Linked DNA regions of Rattus norvegicus: region 1 is linked to region 2. Evidence: chromatin contacts called from public Hi-C data. All regions are on one chromosome and are shown on one strand. The core of a region is the stretch at or near the end of the contact, and the rest is flanking DNA. Distances in the headings are between cores, read along the strand shown.

Region 1 (2,700 bases), core at 99-2,598, 82 kb after region 2:
CTCGGTCATTGGGCGCTTGGGGGTCTCCTCCTGAGGGAAAGGTCCTCTCCGGAGGTCTTTTCACTCTGATTCTCAGCCTGCTTGCCTTATTTATAAGGACCCTGTGATTAGTAGGCCTCTCAGATCATTCTAGACGATCCTCCACCACACAATCCTTAACCACATCTGCAAGTCCCTTTCTCAGGTAAAGTGCCAGATTCAAGAGCTCCCCCGGAGGACATGGACGGCTTCTGAGTGACTGTGTTCTCAGAGATGCTGTGCACAGACTATACTCAGAGCAGAAACTTTGACAGAAAAAAAAAATCTGCTTTGGTAAAAGATGGAAATACATTCTCCAGAAAAATTAAGACACCCGGGAGTGGCTTAAGTTAGGAGGAAGGCTTGTTTCCTTCAGATAGGATATTAACACTTCCTTCTGACTGTCCTGGAATTCACCATATTGACCGGGCTGGCCTCAAAGTCACAGAGAGCCACCTACCTCCGCCTCTAGGCCCTAGAAAGGCATTTTTAGGGTGAGTCAGCTCATGAGATGCCAGTTCTGGACACCCCACACTCTCAGAGACTACCTAAACCACAGTTCCTAAAGCCACCTAGATTCATTTCAAACTTCGCCATATATGTAGCAGAGGGTGAGCCTTGTTGGGCATCAATGGGAGGAGAGGCCCTTGGTCCTGTCAAAGCTCCATGTCCCAGTGTAGTGGAATGTCAGGGGCGGGGGTGGGGGCGTGGGCGTGGGAGGGGGGGCACCCTCATAGAAGCAGGGAGAGATAGCAGATTTCTGGAGGGGAAACTGGGAAAGGGGAGATAACATTTGAAATGTAAGTAAAAAAAAAAATCCAATAAAAGAAAAAAAAAACTTTGCAAAAACAATAACAACAACAATCAGATAGTAGTGTCCCCAGAACTCCAGCCTCTGCCACCTCTCTTGTGCTTCGCCCCGTCCAGTCTTTGGTGATTCAAAAGAAACCTGACACTAACTGATAACCAAGCCCAATGGACATTGACTGAATCATCAACCAAGAGGGAGGTAAAGCAAAAAAAAAAAAATAAAAACACTCGCTGTCCAAAATAACAACCATGCGGGTGGGGGCTTGGCGAGGGGGGGGGAGGGGAGGGAACGCACCAGGAGGCCATTCATCTGGATTTGAATTTTAAAGAGGGCTAAACAGGGAGAGTCCCACAATCTACTGGCTGCCTTTCTTTCAAAGGATACTCACTTGGCGACACCTACTGAAGCATGGGCAGACATCACTCTTGCTGCGTCAGGGGACGTTCCCTTCCCCACCCCCTCCCTTTGTGGGCGTGTGTGTGTGTGTGTGTGTGTGTGTGTGTGTGTGTGTGTGTGTGTGTGTGTGTGCGCGCGCGCGTTTGTGTCTGTGTGATTTCTCCCTCCTTGTAAGAACACAGCCCGCGCCTGTCCCTGCTGCTGCTGCTCTCTCTGCCACCTCTTTCCTCTCCTTTCTCTTCCCGCTTAGCTCCCTTCCTTCTGGTAAGTGTGGCAAACACTCCCCCAAGCCCAGCCTGTAGTCCGTAGTATTCAAAAGTTGCAGATGCCGGTGAATGGTGGAAGGGCCTTCCATTGTTCAATGTCTAAAGACAAAAGTGTGGATCCTGAAGGGATGGTGTGTGTGCCTGGGCAGCCACGGGGACTGCTAGGGCAGGAGACATTCCTCCTCACCGGAGGACCAACAAAGTTTGTAAAGAACAGACTTTAGAGTTTCTTTGCTAGAAGGAACTCCTCACCGGAGGACCAATATAATTTATAAAGGAGAGATGTTAGAGTTTCTTTGCTAGAAGAAACTTTACTACATCGGGGACTATTGTAACACTATTGTAACGTTCTTCAGCTCTGTTTGTATTTGGTTTTCCTGCTTGTTAATTTGTTCCGAAGCACTTTAAAGAAGTGAATTGTCCTGTAAACAAAACAGGTTACTGTTTTAAAAGAAGGTTGGGGTTTGGAATACAGCACAACAGGGGAGTATTTGAGGTGTTGGGACTGATTCCCAGTGCTACACACACACACACACACACACACACACACACACACACACACAATTAATGTGGAACAGGAATTTAAAGAATATCCATGGACTAAAGTATTTAAAAAAACAAAAACAAAAAAACAACTGTAGCATCTGATGGCTTGAATAGATCACAAGAACATTTTCTCGTAGCCTAACCACAGTACCATGCCCATGGACTGTGTTGAAGTGACTGCTTTGGAATTTGATTGACTATAGAGCTCACCCAATGATAATCTCCCCTACACTTAAAAGCTCACATATGCATTCAAACCAGTAAATGTTCACTATTTTTAGTCTGACTTAGAGCCTATTCTCTTGACTTCAGGGATGAAGGGCTAAATGTCAGAACTCATTTTAGAAGAACTTAAAATAACTCCTGGCTGGACAGCAGGTGACACGTGTCTCTCTGTGTGCTGGGGGTGGGGGGTGGAGGGTGGGTGGGGGGAGGCAGGAGTTATATATAGCAGAGAGCATAGCGAGCGGAGGTCAGGATCTAAATCGCAGTGGTGGAGACATCGCCATATTTTGTGATAACCCAGCGGCTGGATTAAACGAGTGAACTTCCTTCTAAGTCAGCGAAGGCTGGGTGGGCGCCACAGGTGGGTAGGGAGTGTCTGTATGCTGCATTCCCCACTCTCGTGTTGGCATGCAAGTGTTCGACACCTACTGCATTCAA
Region 2 (2,700 bases), core at 161-2,660:
TAAGTTCTCCCAGGTTGAAAAAAAAAAAAAAAAAAAAAAGACCACTTTGTAATTTGCCCCAGTGGCTGATTACAATTATACACGAGTTCTGATTATAAGTTTCAGAATGATATTTGAATGTCAAAATGTGTAAGAAAATGAACCTCTTAAGACACAGGAAATGGCCACACATTTAATATCATCTCTTGGAAGTAGAGGCAGGCAGATCTCTGTGAACTTGAGGCCAGCCTGGTCTACAGAGGTAGGCCCAGGACAGCCAGGGCTACAGAGAGAAGCCTTGTCTCGAGAAAATAAATACAGGAGGTATAACAGTCAGTCTGTGTATACTTAAATGATCTTCCTGGACATATCCAGACTTGTCTGCCCTAAGGGTGAGCCTACCGGCTTTCTTACCGAAATGAACAGTAGACTGGGATTAAAAAACATGGGTCTTACTCTGCAACTAAATAGCCGTGTAATTTAATCACCGCTGCCTCAAGTTTCTCCATCAGCGAAATGAAGATGTTTAATTAATATAACTTGTATTCAAATTCTCATGAAAGAAACATCGGCCCCATCCCTATCGCTTTTCTTTCTGTGGAAAGACGGGCTACGCGAGGAGCTGCGTCAAATCCTATTACGGCATCTCCTTACTTTTCCGTTTCTGAGGTAAGCGGGAGCCTGGCGGTGAGCCACAGACTGGATCCAGCTGGGCGGGCGCTCCGAGAGTTGAAGCCGTCTCTGTAAACATCCCCTACATTGTCGTAATAACATTACGCTGTTGTTGTATGCTGAGATTTACTGGCCTTCAAACAAGTATCCGAACCTTACCAGCCATGAAATATTTCTTGTGCACGACACTTTTAATGCTTCAGGCGACTACAAGACATCCATTGCCGGTACAGTGGTTCCAATTACGTGTGCTAAAATTTCTAACCAACTCTTCATTTCAAGTTCTGCCTCACTCCCTTATATATTAATTTGGTCACTCGGGACTTAGGAGTAGAAAGCATTCAATCGATATTAGGACTCTGATTTCTTCAAACTACTCCTCCTGATGCACGATTTTCATCACCATCACTGTTATTGTTATTTAATCCCTCAGAGAGAGAATCCTATGATTTGATGCTAACTTGGACGAAGCAAAATTGACAACTGTGAGCTTTAAGCAGGAAAGGGCCAACAGTCTGCCTGTTCGTCTAGTTTTCCTTATCTAACTTCCCACCACCATAGGCCTCCATCTATCCTCAGTTACTTGGATAGATGACAGATTGATATGTTAAAACTAGTTGCACAAAAGGAACTGTGGGTAATCGTGCGGGTAACTACCCAGGAAATGACTATTTTGCACACAGAAGTGAGGGTTCTAGTACAAGGACGCATTTCACATACTGGCCACCAGGTGGCGCTAAGGTCCTATCAATTTTATTCGCACTTCCTTCTGAGTGGCTACCAAGACTAGATTGACACTTGCTTCAGCAACTAATCTCCACCGCATTTGCTTTTACTGAACCATAACAGGTTCTGTACGACCTACAGTAAACTTCAAGGCAGGACCAAGTCAAGGATGCCTGCACACACTCTTTCGCTACAGTCCACCAAAATTAGAATTCACAAAAGGTGTCCTTTTCCTAAGGGTCTTTTTCCTTTTTCAAGTCCCCTCCTCCTGTCTTCCTTTCGCTCAAGAGCCAATGGCTCGATTTGATGCCCCGCTAAGAACATTTGTACCTTAAAAGAGAGACTGAAGGAACAGAGGTAGGACTTTGTAAGTATTGGAAGGCTTTTGTGCCTCCCCTTACCTGTTTCTTCTCCCATCCACAAGCCAGCCAGCTCTGAGGTCAGCTTTGCTCCATTGTTCAGTCTTAGATAAGGGTTTTCATTCCTGTTTCACCATCAGCCAATTCTTCTATTACTGGAGGTTCAGGCAGCATCAAGACACTGGGGTTTTTACAGCCCAGATATGCAATGCTGGTCTCCAACCCACCCAAGCATCCTCATCCCAAATCTGCATACCGCTGGCTACACACACACACACACACACACACACACACACACACACGCACGCACACACACACACACACACACACACACCCCGCCACACACACGTTTCTCATATACCTTTAAGCAGAATCTAAGACTGCATTCAAACTCCTCTTCGCCATTAGCAGCCCTCACCATGCTAATTGGCATCTCTGGGAGTTAAATTATCTCCATCTGTTGACTCTCTGTGATTGCTCCTCCCCAAGACTCAAGACTCAGACTTTGCCTCACCGGTGAATGGATCCTGGATGCTACCTTCTTCCCCCGTGGAACTCTTCAACCTTACTCCTGTTTTCCTCATGACACTTGTCGTTTTGTTTTTCCGGTGTTGACAAATCATTTGACATTCTTCTCCTCAGATGGTGGCGTGGTACGGCTTCCACAGACCTGGGGTTTCACTCTCTGCGTTTTCTACCACTGACCTTGCGAGGCTCATTCAGAAAAAGACCACACAGTTCCCTCCCACTCCTCTCAGGGCACACCCCTTTGGAGCCCTGAGTCTCACCACCTTGAGGCTGACACGCTGTGAGTAAGCCAGGTCACATGGAGTTGTTCCTGCCACCCATTCCCACAGACGTTCCCAGTAGATGACCTGTGTCAACCAACATGGCTGCCGGTGCTTCCCATCTCAGTGACGGAATTACCCTCCAACGCTGAGGTTAGACATTATGGAGCAGAGAG

What was found. A called contact is a pair of places that touch in the nucleus more often than the background predicts.
Region 1: a contact with region 2 is called in a Hi-C map of psoas muscle, with 4 times the contacts expected there. The contact joins the promoter of Txlnb here to the enhancer-like site in region 2. A contact is called at or near these places in 3 of 12 Hi-C or Micro-C datasets (frontal cortex, hepatocytes and psoas muscle).

Annotation. Positions count from the first base shown.
Region 1 is chr1:14,223,371-14,226,070 of GRCr8, forward strand. It overlaps Txlnb (taxilin beta), which reads left to right and starts at 1,349. Exons shown (of 10, transcript NM_001135859.1): 1 at 1,349-1,489.
Region 2 is chr1:14,141,156-14,143,855 of GRCr8, forward strand. No RefSeq gene overlaps it. Among named protein-coding and RNA genes, the nearest start is that of Cited2, 10 kb to the left of the region's middle. Within about 2 kb of position 1,411, at least 15 of the 93 cell types and tissues checked have an H3K27ac peak or open chromatin away from gene starts, as enhancers often do.